3 separate regions of the Mus musculus genome follow, and regions 2 and 3 are each linked to region 1. The links are chromatin contacts, called in public HiChIP or PLAC-seq and promoter capture Hi-C maps. All regions are on one chromosome and are shown on one strand. The core of a region is the stretch at or near the end of the contact, and the rest is flanking DNA. Distances in the headings are between cores, read along the strand shown.

What was found. Promoter capture Hi-C pulls out the DNA fragments that hold promoters and counts their contacts. HiChIP or PLAC-seq counts read pairs in DNA pulled down with a chosen protein or histone mark.
Region 2: a contact with region 1 is called in an H3K4me3 HiChIP or PLAC-seq map of embryonic basal ganglia, with 4 times the contacts expected there. The contact joins the enhancer-like site here to the promoter of Arl6ip5 in region 1. A contact is called at or near these places in 8 of 39 promoter capture datasets (the C10 cell line, cranial neural crest, hippocampal neurons and 3 more), 2 of 15 datasets of contacts at CTCF or cohesin (the NIH/3T3 cell line and embryonic stem cells), 6 of 484 Hi-C or Micro-C datasets (the N1E-115 cell line, bone marrow-derived macrophages, cortical neurons and 3 more), 20 of 115 datasets of contacts at active chromatin or transcription factors (the 230-238 cell line, DN3 thymocytes, astrocytes and 13 more) and 3 of 9 other capture datasets (adipose tissue, liver and pancreatic islet).
Region 3: a contact with region 1 is called in a promoter capture Hi-C map of liver, with 3 times the contacts expected there. The contact joins the enhancer-like site here to the promoter of Arl6ip5 in region 1. A contact is called at or near these places in 18 of 39 promoter capture datasets (the C10 cell line, the HPC-7 cell line, cranial neural crest and 11 more), 2 of 15 datasets of contacts at CTCF or cohesin (the NIH/3T3 cell line and embryonic stem cells), 8 of 484 Hi-C or Micro-C datasets (the N1E-115 cell line, bone marrow-derived macrophages, cortical neurons and 4 more), 25 of 115 datasets of contacts at active chromatin or transcription factors (the 230-238 cell line, DN3 thymocytes, astrocytes and 14 more) and 4 of 9 other capture datasets (adipose tissue, embryonic stem cells, liver and 1 more).

What each region holds. Positions count from the first base shown.
Region 1 is chr6:97,208,445-97,213,152 of GRCm38.p6, forward strand. Arl6ip5 (ADP-ribosylation factor-like 6 interacting protein 5) reads left to right here and starts at 2,348. Exons shown (of 3, transcript NM_022992.2): 1 at 2,348-2,552. The coding sequence starts at 2,377.
Region 2 is chr6:97,526,858-97,531,565 of GRCm38.p6, forward strand. Gm46970 (a long non-coding RNA gene) reads left to right here. Exons shown (of 5, transcript XR_003956336.1): 2 at 4,645-4,708. It also overlaps a transcript of Frmd4b not described here. Among named protein-coding and RNA genes, the nearest start is that of Gm25852, 18 kb to the right of the region's middle. Within about 2 kb of position 2,589, at least 34 of the 459 cell types and tissues checked have an H3K27ac peak or open chromatin away from gene starts, as enhancers often do. A contact at or near this core is called in the N1E-115 cell line, cortical neurons, embryonic basal ganglia and 1 more, where this site is marked.
Region 3 is chr6:97,506,943-97,511,650 of GRCm38.p6, forward strand. It overlaps Gm46970 (a long non-coding RNA gene), which reads left to right. Exons shown (of 5, transcript XR_003956336.1): 1 at 1-4,708. It also overlaps a transcript of Frmd4b not described here. Among named protein-coding and RNA genes, the nearest start is that of Gm46970, 13 kb to the left of the region's middle. Within about 2 kb of position 2,594, at least 17 of the 459 cell types and tissues checked have an H3K27ac peak or open chromatin away from gene starts, as enhancers often do. A contact at or near this core is called in liver and trophoblast stem cells, where this site is marked.

The sequences.
Region 1 (4,708 bases), core at 1,098-3,597:
TGAAGTTGTCAATGCTCACAGATTTCTCTAACAGGCGCTGGGCTCTGTGTTCTCTCCCCACCAAGGCTTATTTACCCACACTGATGCCTTAAGCTTCGGGAATTCCTCCACGCCCTCTGATTTCCTGTAACTGAATAGAGGCCTGGCAAGGCTCTATTTAGCACTCACCTCAAGGTCTCAGAGTTGAGTATTTCCTGCACTGTAGGCCCTTAGAAGACAGAGCAAGGCAAGCATTTCCCCTTTGTGACTCCCCACTGTGCCTTACCAGCATTAGGAAGGCCTTAGAATACCTGCTAGCAGGGTACTAAGCAGTCTCAACATTTTTCTCCCATTTTATCTATTCAGAGGCAACCACAATGATCAATGACAACAGGACCTGAGATCAACAGCAGCAGGTGTTTATTTTAAAAGTATAGAAAACAGGTTAAAACACTGTAAACATCAACCAGAAAAATTAAGGACTCTGCTAGCTATTTGGTTTGTTTGTTTGTTTGTTTGTTTGTTTGTTTTTGTAATAATGGGGTCTGCACACAGGACCAATGCTGCTCCATGCTAGGCAAGTTTGATCACTGAACTCTATTTCTAGCACTCTTCTCGCTTTTTATGTTGAGCCACAATCTTACCAACTTGCTCCGGCTGGCCTTGAACTCACTTTGTAATCCCTACAAGCCCTGAACTTAAAATTCTCCTGTCTTGGTCTCCGGAATAGGTCTGCCTCACCATGCCAGTTTGTATTATTACTGATAACAGTAAAATCTGTAAATGCTGCATATACTAAACACTTCCCAAACATCCCTCATTTAGCCTCTGTGGCAGATTTTCTACTAACCCCGGTTTACCTAAGAATCAAGGAAGGCTGGGGGAAGTTAAGACATTCCTCCACTGGCCTGGAGAGATGACTCAGAGGTTAAGAGCATTTGCTGTCCTTTCAGAGGACCCAGATTCAAGTCCCAGTTCCCACGTGGCAGCTTAGAATCATCTGTAACTCCAGTTCCAAGAGCTCTGGCACCCTCTTCTGACCTCAGCAGGCACAAAGCATGCGGGTACAGCACATACACAATGCAGGCAAGACATTCATTCACAATAAATTAGTTTTGTTTTGATTTTTTAGGAACTACTTTTCTCCAAAGTAAATTGCTGGAGTCCATTGCCAGGCTATCCTAAACACCAGTGGCAGAAGACATTTTCATAAAGCCCCCAATGATTTCCTCAACTGCCTTTCTAATCAGCTAAACAACTAAGTCTGACTTCGCCTCAAGTATATTTTACTACTCTTTGTTTTAGGGTAAGTTGGTGGTCTTAGTAGAGCACTTTGAGTTTGGTTAAAAATTAACAGTTGCAAATTTAGAAACACTGTTACCTTAGGCACTGCCATCTTAGAAGCCTAGGAGTCAGGGGGATCCTGGACACCACAAGAAAACAACCCACAGCATCAACTAAGCAGGGCTCATAGGCGCTCACAGAAACTGAAGCGGCTAGCACAGGGCCTACGTGTGTCTGTGCTAGGTTCTCTGTGTATGTGTTATGGTTGTGTAGCTTGGTGGTCTTGTAGAAGTTGTTTTCTTAGGTAAATGTTATTTGTTTAATATTGGAATAAAACTAAGAAACCTTTCTGGCCTGGGAAGCCATGTTTCTGCCCAGGAACACAGAGCACCTCCAGCAGCTGTCTGCTTTGAAGCTGCTAAGAGCTCGCTCAGGAAGAAGTGAAGTCATCCGCTTCTATCTATCTTCTATCTATAACGATGGCACAACGGTTCAGTAATTTTGCCACAGGACAGCAGAAATGAAGGGCGAAGAAAAAGGCGAGCTGGCAATCACTTTATTTCAGTTCACTTCAGTCAAACCCTTGCTCCCATTTTTTTTTTTTCTAGTGTGATTTCACACAAAGTGACTCATGAAAATTGCACGCATATGTGGGGAGATTAGCAATACCGGACTTCAGTGACACTGAGGCCGGCTTCCATTCCATTCCACTTATATTGACAGCTGAACAGCTGCTTTTTTTTTTTTTTTTTTTTTTTTTTTTTTTTTTTTTTTCTCCCTTCAGGGCAAAGAACACACACAAGCGATGTGTTTAAAAAGAGATGGTTTGTATTTAAACTGCCAGAGAGAACTGACACCACCTTTAGTTTAGGTAGGGGATTTCCGCTAGTTACTTTTTGTCCTAACATTGGATAAAGCCCACTGCTCTGAGTCACTAACCACTTCCAGCCAATCACAGACAGACCAACACACCCGCCCGCAGCCAATTTTCTGAGCCCTGCCGTGCTTTAACCGCAGAACCAATCCGAAGGACCCGCTGTCATCTTTCATCCAGCTGGTTGTCGCTGCCGCCGCCTCCAGATTCCGAAGGCGAAGCTCGCGAAGCAGAGGAACATGGACGTGAACCTCGCCCCGCTCCGTGCCTGGGACGATTTCTTCCCGGGCTCTGATCGTTTCGCCCGGCCGGACTTCAGGGACATTTCCAAATGGAACAACCGTGTAGTGAGCAATCTGCTCTATTACCAGACCAACTACCTGGTGGTGGCTGCCATGATGATTTCGGTTGTTGGGTAAGTGGGGTCTTCTGCCTGGAGCACCTGTCCAGGGTCAGGACGTAGGGACCACGAGGACAAGATCGCGAAATGCAAGACTAGGTCCACACGGAGCGCCTGCCTCAGGGAAGGGTCTCGGGAAGTGGCCCACCCAGTGGAAACTTGTTCTCAGGGCGAGGCCACAGCTCTCTGAGGTCCCCTTTCTTTCTCTTTTTGCTCTAGAGGCTTGAGCAGGGACCCTGGGAGGGAAGAGGTGAGGAAAACGCTGAGAACTTGGGACAATGAGAACTACCCCCTCCCACGTCCCCGTGCTGAAGATATTCGCCTGTCAGATGTTTGTAGCACAGTGGGTGTTTTAAAAATAAGAAAAAATGTGGTGGTGTTGTAACCTTGTCCTGGGGCTGCCTAGCAAAGCCTGGAGTGACAGGGTGTGGACCCAGGGCTGTGTTTAAGTGGCCTCTCCGGCTAATGTCTGTCTATACTGTACATAGAACTGAGCTTCCGCTCAGGCGGATGCGAGTCTCCTGGTGGCGCATCTTCCCCTGTGAGGTGACTCTGGAAACGAGGCCCCCTGACATTTTCTTTTCCCCTAGAAGTTGCCGGACACGGTCGCTTTAGCTTTGCTCCTTAGCCTGGGGTCTTAAACATCTCTGAAGGCCTTTTCGATGCTGGTTAAGAAGTTTCCTGTGCTAAGTAAGGTTATACGTGAACATTCTGGCGCACATACACGTACACATTTCCGCACCTGTTTCCTGAGAAGCTGTTTTTCCTTGTAGGTTACCCTTTAAAAATGCTTCTTCCACCTTTTAACAAAATAAATGGTTATATTCGCCATTTTATTATCTCTTATACGAATTTAAATAGAAGGTTTTACAAAACACCCTCTTGCCCTAAAAGAAGTCCTTTTCTAAGGTTTCTCTTTCCGAACAAACCCAAAGAGAAAGAGAAGCTGCTAGGGAGAAAAACAAAAAACAATCCCAAAAAGGAGAGAGAAGAGATGCACACTCGGGGCTCTTAGGAAGGGGTGCGTGATAAGGCGCTGTCTTAAGTTGGCCTGAGGTTAGCTGGCTTATTTACTTAGCTACCTCTGGGCACCAGATCCCACGCCAAGCTCTGAGCGCACCAAGATGAATCAGACTTGAATTCTGGCCCAGGGACACATGGCATTTGCTGAGCCTCAAAAGGAGCAAACTCACAGCACGGAGGAGACTGGCAAGCTTCCTCATTTCCAGGCGTGGTTCGGAGTGGTCACCGGTTCTCAAATGTGGGCTCCATGTGAGATCTTAGCTGTGTGTGGCTGAAGGAACTGCCAACTCTGGGGATGGCGTAGTGTGCAGAGGACACAGGCTCTAGCGGACTCTGACTAAACGGGCAGCTGAGCAACCATTAGTCAGGGGAAGAAAGCCAGAGGCAGTTGTTCCTGAACCTGCCCCCAAAACTCTGCTTCTTCCCAGAGGACAGACTTCACAAAGTCGCTTCTTTAAAATAAAATAACTAGCTGGGCACTGCTGGTGCACGCCTTCGATCTCAGCATTTGGGAGGCAGAGGCAGTCGAATCTCTGTGAGTTCAAGGCCAGCTTGGTCTCCAGAGCAAGTATGAGTATAGTTGGGGATACACAGAGAAACCCTATCTTGAAAATCCAACAAAACAAAACCAAAGAACTCTAATAATGGGTTTACATCTCTTGTAAACTTTCATATTCTTTTCTTCCTCTTTGGTGGTTACCTAGTTATGGGGTGGATTATCTTCTCTTAAATAGAAAGGTTTGACACAGACCAATCAAATATACAAGGAAAAAATAAATAAAATCCCCCTCCCCTCACACTCAAAGCATTATATGTCCAGACTCCAGCACAGCCCTGGTCACCTTGTGGCCTTCATAGAACCCATTTTTCACAGTCAGCTCTTAACTAAATATAGCTCTCTCATTATGATCTTAGGCCACTGAACCTGGCAGTCTGGAGTCTTCACCTTTCTCATTTCTATGTCACATAGAACTATTAATTGTTAGCTACGTCTTTGAAGATAAAGAGAAAAGTACCTGTTGTTATATATCTGCAAAGAGCAGGCAAGGCATAGTAGCTTATGCTTATAAACCCAGCACTCCAGAGGCCGAGGCAGGAGGATTGCATGAGTTCCAGACCAACCAGAAACATAAAAATTTCTTTATACC
Region 2 (4,708 bases), core at 1,339-3,838, 320 kb after region 1:
ATCAAATTAAATGAAATGTTAAAGACTCTTCTTCCAGCTTGAAACAAAGTGCTTGTCGGCCTCAGGTTAGAAGCTGTGCTGCTGAAAGCCGAATTCCTTCCGGGCCTTCCTTCTAGTTCTCCAGATAAAGCCTAGAAGTAGGAACACCTGAATGAAGGGTTCACGTAGCCTACGATGCTTCCTGCTTCCTGCTTCCTGCTTCCGAGTCAGGGTTAGTGAAGCACAGTGGCCAGGTGGTTGGCAGCTACAGAGCCACTTCCCTCCTGAAGACCAGCTCTGCCTTTCTCCCAGTGACTCCTGATATGGAGCTACCCACAGTCCTTAATATCGATTCTGTGAGAAGAGTTTGGATATCAAACCCAGTGGGCATTTAGACTTCCCTGCGATATCCCATCCACAGCTGGTCAGAGAGCTGAGAATTAAGTGGTTGTTCAGGGTTCAAGCCCCGAATAGTCTGTTTCTATTAATCTTACCCTACCCCAAGGCTACCCCTTCCCCAAGGCAAAGGGGAAGAATGGTGGAAAAGGGGACAGAAAGACTATGAGTCAGGGTTACAAGCCAGTCAAAATTCCAGGCATGAAGTGAGGACAGGCTCCTGATACCCAGTCCTAGACGAGGAGCTTCCTGCAGGTGCTGGCTGCCGGGGAAGGAAGAGTCCATTTCCTTCAGGGGCGTAGCCTCTGGAAGGTTGACTGTCTCTTAGTGAGGCAGTTCTCAATCTGTGGCTCATGACTGCTTTGAGGGGTCGCCAAAGACCATCAGAAAACAGAGATATTTACATTACAATTCATAAGACTAGCAGCATTGTAGTTATGAAGTTGCCACCAAAATTTTATGTTTGAAGGTCACCGTGCCATGAAGCACTGTATTAAAGCATTCGGAAGGCTCAGAACCAGGGCACTGGTGGATGGCCCCACGCCTGTGCACATATGGACGGCAGTAGTTGGACTCAGCGAGTTATTTAAAAAGAACAAGAGGACATTAGTGTTGAAAGGGGCAGTGTTGGGGAGATCAGATTTAAAAAAAGAGAAAGAAGGGAAAGGGTCTGATATGATCAAGCTACATTGTACACACCTATGAAATTGTCAAAGAACAAACAAAATCACTAAATCTCAATCATTAACTTTGTTCGCCTGTTCATTAGGCCTAAGCTAGTTACATGTTTAACTGTGAATTAGATAGATGGATAGATAGATAGATAGATAGATAAATTGGGGCAACTGTGAAATGAATGAATGAATGAATGAATGAATGAATAAATAAATAAATAAATAAATAAATAAATAAATTGGGGCTAGAGAGATGCCCATGCCACACACTACCACTTGCCCTTCCGGGAGACCTGGGTTTGACTTCCAGCACCCACATGGTAGTTCACAACTATCCCAGGGAACTCCAGTCCCAAGGACTCTCAAGTTCTCTTCTGGCCTCTGTGGGCACCAGGTATGCACTAGGTGCGCAGACATGCATACAGGCAAAACTCCCTATATATACACAAAGATTTTTTTTTTAAAGAAAAGAAATTCACAAGTAGAATGCTTGTACAAAATTTGAGCAACACATAGGCAACTCATCTAAAGCACAGAACAGGTGCTACTTTTAAATCTTTTTCCTTTTTCTTTTCTTTTTAGTTTATTTATTTATTTTTCTTTAGGAAGAGAACCCCTATAGAATGGAAGTATCCTGTCACCTTTGGGCCATTTCACTTTTATTTCAACGTGGAAGAATAAGTGTGTTCTTTCATCTTCATCAGCGGCAATGCAGATGGTTGGAAGGTCGTGGTAACGTGCTTTCTACTCCCTCCCCGTGGACACCTCAGAGTGGGCTCACGGCTCATGCGAGGTTTTGGTAGTCACAGAACTGGGTGCTTACCTTTGCCGAATGGCTTCTCTCTCGCCCTCAGTCTGTTCTCACAGGAAGGATGCTTGGTCCGGCCTGTGCCAATGTCATCTTTTGCTTCCCCACATTATTTCTCCTGGGTTTCTTCTCTAAGCCTGGAACACAGAGAAAAGAGGCTCGGTCACTTCGGCAGCGGTTAGAAGGACCGTCAGCCTCAAGTCACTGACAATTCCAGTTTATTTCTAATTTTCCCCTGGCTGGCTACAGATTAATCACAGGTTTCGAGATTCAGACAATTAGATATTTAGAGCAAGAGCTCTCTCAAAACACCAATGACAGTGGACTGTTCTCCTTAACAACCGAAGAGGCAAACGCTGACTTGACCTTTCAGGAATCATCATATGACCCCTGGACATCTGGCGTCAGGCTGGGCTCTGTAGGGGGAGATTCTGAAGTGCAGCAAGTTACCTACAATACCATCAGGGCTGTTGGGGTAGGAGCGAGAACGTGGGATGATAGCATCTTAGACTCGAATCTCAGGATTATAGAAAGCATCGTGGCAGCTTTGAGTCTGGGCTTTGAATAGATATTGACTGTATGGTAAGGATGAAGCTGGCTGTGGGTGCTGATGAACTAACCGTTAGCGTGGGCATTGTGCCTTGAGAGCATTTGGACGTATCTATCATACTCCCTATAAAAGACACGGCTTTTCCCTGGAGGCTCTGCTTCATTCAGTAAGCACGCCTCCCCCTTGCCAATTGTTTGGCCAAACTGCTTCACACAGCAGAGGGTAAACTCTGGACTAGGAGGGCAGACATAGCAGATGTGCCTTTCATTGTTTCATTGTGTGGATGAATGAGGCTCCTGTCACACCCTCCCCTTGGCAGCTTCCCACCCACTTGCTCCTCTATAGCCCGTCACCCCCCCCCCCATGCAGGCCTGAAAGTCCAGTTGGTGCAGAAGGCAGAAGGAACTCAACTCGAATCCCTACAAGCACCTTTGCCCTGCGCTGCTCATAGACGCCACAGAATAAGTCAGTCTTCCCATGCAGAAACCATGCCAGTCAGTTTCTCATGCAATGACAAAGATACGAAATCGTTCTCTCATTTATGGTTTTAGAGGTGTACCCCCTGGCTGGCTTCCTCCATTACTATGAAGTAGAATAAAATATCATGGTGGTAAGAACATGTGGAACAGGGGGCTGCTGTCACAGGGAGGACAGAGGGAGTGAAGGGGAGAGGGGGCAGGGACAAGGCTGTTAAGGACCCACCCTCATGACTTTCCAGCTTGGCCCCGACTTCAAATATCTGTCCCACCTTCCAGTAAGAACAACACATTTTTGCATCATTCACTAATGTACTGATCCATTGATAAGCCAGAGTCCATCATTGGGGCGCTTTAACACCTGAGCCATCTGGGAGACACTTCATACCCAAACCATGACAGAAACTCGATATTTTAGGAAATCAGTTACAAATAAAATATAGTGCAGATTGGAAGTTCCGTGCAATATTTTCCAGAAACCTTTTAGAAGAAAATCCCAAGTGGTTTCAGGAAACAAGTTCATTTACTTTAATCTCCCAAAAGCTGATAGAAGCTCCTTTTATGTAAGCTGTTTTTAAATAAACATCAAAGTGCCAAAAGCTGGCCATGGTGGTTCCAACTTGCAATCCCAGTACTCAGAAAGATGAGGCAGGGGGATTGCCAGGAGCTCACGGACAGCCTAGGCTATGTTGCAAGTTCTAGGCTAGTCTGACTCTATATGAAACCTTGTCTCAGCAAAGAAGCAAAGCCAATAGGATTTGATTTAAACTGTGAGAACTGGTGTTTGGGGAGGGTGGTCATGGGAGGAGGATTTGTGCAATACAAAAATGAGAATGAGGACTTGGTCCATTCTCTTGGCCCTCGTGATTTTGGGGTAAACCATTGGTTTCAGAAAAATGTATGCTAGAGATGTATTCTAGACTAAAGCTCCACTTTGCAGATAAAATAAATGAGGGCCATCAAGAGAAGGATCGTGCAAAAGGTTACATAGTCATCTTCAAAAGATGTACACACCTCCTATTTCATTACATCTTGTGCCACACCTTTTCATGTATCTACCAGGCAACAAAAGCCCCTTGAACAGCCAAGCCTTGTAGTGCTGACATAAGCCATATTGCATACACCAAACATAGGGAATTAGTTAAACCTCTTAGGTAGGCAAACATAACACAGCTTATATAAACTCAGAACACAGGAGCAGAAAGGGAGAAATAAACAGACACTTCCTGATTACCTAGAATAGCTACTATTGATTGAAGACCAACCATAAGCCATCCAATATAGTATGCCTGTCCCCGTCGGTGACACTAATGCTTCCAGCAACTCTGAAAATAACACATACATCAGTGTACCGTGAAAACGAGAAAACTGAGCCAGGAAAACAAGATAGCCTGCCCGAGGTTGCACACAGCTAATAAGTTCTCAGATCCTATGACTCCCTTCCTGTATACACACACACCCATACACACACACACACACACACACACACACACACACACACCAACTTCCTGTCTGTGACAAGCCACTCAGCTCCACTAAGCCACAGAAATAGGCATCTGCTTAGAAACCCCAGAGCCCAGGAATAGAAGCAGCTCATTTATACTGAGCAAAATAGGAGAGAGAAGAAATGGACTTAGAGCATCGCTGTGGTTTCAACAGGCTCCTGCTTTGAACACTTGGTCCCCACTTGTAGGAAACTGTAAATTTTGGGAGCTGGGATCTGGCTGGAGGGAATACTCACTGATGTTTTAACTTTGACAGCTATTCCCGGCCCTCAGTACCCTCCGTTCTCTGCCTCTTGGCCATCATGAGCGAGAACCTCTCC
Region 3 (4,708 bases), core at 1,344-3,843, 300 kb after region 1:
GGATACCTGGTATGTGACCCTTAGAGGTTGAGAACTACGCCCCTTATAAATCAGCAACAGGGGCCTGCTTACAAAAGGCTGTAAGAGTTAGCAGGAGAGAAAGAACATAAACACAGTCAGGGGCTCTACCAATGTAGCCATTTAGTAAAGCCAGTATTAGCTGAGTTTCTAGAACATTCTCAGTGGGGCTTAGTTTCTACGTGTTTCTCATGTTATGGGCACTTCATGGTAATGAGCCTACTTTTTAAAGGGAGGAATTTTTGTACAACATAGTCCCTAATTATATGACTCATAGTCTATATGGTATTGTACTAAAGAAGCAGAGAGAAAATTAGTTTCATCACCTTGACTTCACAAGGAATGCCATCTCAGGTAGGATGACACCCATTACATTTAATAGTCGTCTTACATGACTTTTCGGATCTGATAGCATCTCCTGGACGAGGGAGGGGGGATATTTTCCCACTCCTGTGCTGCAGCCAGTCAGAAGAAGGGCTGGGGCATGTGGCAGGCCAGCAGCATCTACCCTGGGTACAAGTGGAGGCTGGACAGTCACCTACCTCTTTTCCTTGCAAGTGGACATAACTGAGATGAAGTTCTTTCCTTTCCAAACATCAGGATTTTACTCCTGGCCATGGTAGGGCATGGGGAAGGTAGAGGTTGTAGTTGTATGACTGCAGAGTTACTGACCTAGATTAGGGGTCTACCTTTCTTCAAAGGCTCAGAATATTTTGGATCTTCCATAATTTAAAAAAAAAATGGTCTCAGTTGTAACCAGTCTACTACTGTGTCGGAAAAGCAGGTAGAGAAAATACTTACATACATGAACATGGCTACATGCCAATAACATTCATTTATCATTTAAAGGCTGTGGCTGACCCTGGACATGATTGTGAGAAACAGAGAGAGGAGATAAAACATGGAAGCAAGAAGAAGGTGAAATGAGGAGGACATTTTGGTATGGAAAGGGGCTTGGAGGCATCGCTGGCACATTCCTTTTGAAGTAACAGAACCATTCAGGATTGGAACTTAGAGTGTTCCTTTTGGCTAATGGTCTGCTGGACACTGCCGGGTGCAAAGGAGACACTGTACTCACCTGGAGTGGCTCAAGAGCCAAGGGCTCCAGAAGGCGCTGTCTTGTTCATGTGAGTGAAACTTCCCCCTATTGAGCAAGCCAAGGCCCTTGTTGAAAAGCAAACAGCCTCCATGATCAAATTCCATACAATCAACAGCACTTGGGACTGCATTCAATACAATCAACAGCACTTGGGGACTTGAACAGTTAAGAAAGGGCAGGGCTGTGATGGAATGAAATGTGTGTTTTGATTTTTTTTTTAAATGATGTAAAACAGGGAAATGAAATTCTCAAAGAAGCAGGGTTTATGGCACTACACAGGCGGGCCTGAGTAGGTGGATAAACAGGGGCAGCTGTTCTGAGAGGGAGGCCAGGGGCTGTGTGGGGTTCTGGCAGTAAGACCGAGCCACGCGTGAAGAGGACTTCAAGAAGGAAAGGCAGAAGATGGGAAGGCTGACTTCTTACCCCTGGAGCAGTGCTGTGAGTGTGTGACTGAAGAGAGACGCTGGTGAGAAGCTTAGGTGCCACCCACAAGCTCTAGCAAACCTAGGCCAAAATCCCACTTTGGTCTTCATATGCCTCATCACCTGAGGGAATTACTTCACCCCCATCAAGGCTCTGCCTTGCTATCTATGAAATACAGAGGGAAATTCCTCCTCCCTAAGACTGTTCATGAAGAGCATGTGCAGACTCGGAGGGACAGCCCCGGGGGAAATGACAGGCTGTCAGTAAAGGGCCCGGGGATCACCAGTCCACTACTTTAGCTGCTTCTGCAGGGACTGGGCTTTGGCTTATCGCTTCTTATTGGGGCAGAAGCCACAAAAGGAAGATGGAAGCAGGTTACTCGCAAATTCTGGCTTGATCTTTACCCTGGAGGCAGAGGTCTGAACTTCTTTTCTCACGTTGGGAAGGCAATCTGCTGGGCTATCGAGAAATTTCCAACAAGAATCCACCAAAATGGAAGCCAACTCAAGCAGAGAGGCGAGGACACAAGCCCCACGTGTCTGCGTGTACCATGGAAAGTTGCGATGAGGAGGGAGCAGGGAGTTTATGCTGTGTCACCAGCCTTTGAGAAGATGACATGAGGACAATAATGAGGTCCCCTTCTAGATAGCCGAAGGTCTCATCAGGTGGTTTAGTTGCCAGAAGCTTCCATCATCCTTCCTGATGTTCCCTTCTTAGTCTCCCCTCTCCTCAACTCCTCACTCTGGAAGGAATCTTGAATAGCACAAACCAGTTAGCACATCAGTGGCCCCGGACATAAGGCAATCCATCAGAGAGAATGTAAGGCCTATCACTTAGAATTCTGGGAGACCGGTCGATTTACTCTCTCTTCCCTGTTTAGGAACAAGTTACTACCGTGTTCGTGCTGTTATACAGGAGGACGATCTGGTCACAGCGATCACCTGCAGGAAATGCAAAGCAAAGGCAATCGGGGGACCGTTGTCAGCCTCTTGATCAAACTTTGTCTGAAGTAAGCAACTCAGTTTCGTGAGCCAATAACTATCTCTTACTGCTGAAGTCAGTGTAAACCATAGTTGCCTTCACTTTCAAAATCCCCAGAAGCTCCAGACAGTGCCCCCTCCCCCCAAACTCCACCCTTTCCTCAAAACGATCACATTTCCTGAAAACAAATGCTATTTCCCAGGACACAGAATAGACCTTGGCTTGCTGTCCTCAGGTTCTGTAGCAGAAGGGTAAAGGCCCATTTTTTGGTAGCTCTCCACCTTCTTCTCTGAGTACAATGTTTGTTCGTGACCACGTCCCTCCATCACGACAGCGCTTCGATGACAACTTACTGTCTACCGGGTTGAACTGAGGTGGAGTTCTTACAGCTTTGAAAACCAGGCAACCTCCATGTCATCCTGATGTCAAAGAGCGCATGTGTGGGTGAGCAGCCGAGGGCATCAAGGCGAGGCAGTCTAGGAGAATGTGAGCGTGTATGAGTGTGTGTAGCAGTGTGCAAGTCAGTGGGAATGCGTGTAGCACAGGAGGAGTCTGAGAGTTCCAGAGCATGTCCAGTGTACTCACCCTGTGAGGCAGTAGCCTCTGAGAAAATGCTGCCCCTAGGAGCAGACCACCAAACACATGCCCAAGAGAAAGGAAGCAGGTAGGGCCTAGAAATGACCATGGAGAAGCAACGCAGCATGCTATTTCTACCCACAAGACGTGCTGTCTTCTTTTTGCAGTGCTGAGAATAAAACTCAGGACATCACCCATGTCAGGTAAATATCCTACCACTGAGGTACACCTCAGAGGCACCCTCTTTTAATGAGCAATGCTTGAAAGGTCATTGAAGGGAGCAGGGTGGAGAGGAACTGTTTTTTTGTTTTTGTTTTTGTTTTTGCTGCTGCTACTGTGTGCTCACTTTTAAGTTGTAATGGAAAGCACTGATGTTTGGAATCCTGTAATCAGCCTTCTAGAAAGGGAGCCAGGGTTCCCAGGAATCGCCTAGGTTGGATTCACAAATCTTGCAGACTGACCCACCCTTCCACCCTCCCACCCTCCCAGTGACAGCTGAAGATACCCTGACAGATTGACAAGGGAACACTGTCATTGTCTCTCAGCAATGCTGCATATCATTCATCTCTCAGTGGTGCTACATGGTGGCGACAGCTCAGGGCTCTCAGAAGTTCAATTTAAATCCAAAGCCACCACACAAGCTGTCCACATTTCCTGGCTTTTTGTTTGTTTTTTTTTTTTATTTGTTTTTTTTTTTGTTTGTTTTTTTTTTTTTTCCTGGCAGCTTCTAATTCTTAAGCTATTTGTGCTACCATCACGCTTCTGTGACTGACTGTACTGTGGATTCTCTGTTGGCTGCTTTTGCTTGGAGAAAGTTTAACTCACGACCGGTTTAACTTTTCACTGCCCCGAGACTCTTACAAAGAGGACTCAACTCATGAAAGGCACACAGGCCCTCAGCCTGGAGCGAGGTGCGTCTGAGTAATTAAACGTGTCTAAGCAACACCATTCATACCTGGGGCAGACAGGAAGAGACAGCATGGCTTCCTAAACTGATTTCTCATTCCACAGGATGTGAGTCACCCCAGGCCTGATCCCTCAGCAAAGTGAATCTCTTTGTCAGGAGCCTGGGGAATCAGAAATCTTCTGTCCTGTGACTTCTTAAAAACTATATGATGCACGAGAAAATCTCTACTTCCAAAATGGAGCCTGCAAACTTTCCTGCGGTGACTTTGAACTGTCCAGGAGTAAAAGGGCGAGAAGCTGACACCATGCTTGATATAAACCAAATCAGAACAAACTCTTGACTCAAGATTTAAAATTTTTCAGTTTTTAAACCAAAGCTTCATCAATAAGTGATGGAGTGTTCATACAAATGCCAGACATATATCAGAAATATTACACACTTGATGATCTAGTTAGACAGGCAGCACTTTCCTCTAGATGAAGGTGACAGTGACAGTGAATGTTTACTGGGGTTGACCGTGTCCCAAGTGTTATGCTAATCACTTTCTATCCATTAAATCTCTGATGTGCTTATCACCCCAGAGAGGTGCTTGCTGTCATCCTCACTGTCAGACTGATAGACAATGGGAAGGGAGAGAGAAAAAGAGACATAGAGAGGGAGAGAAAAAGGAAGAGGAGGAGGGAGAGGAGGAGGAGGAGGAAGAG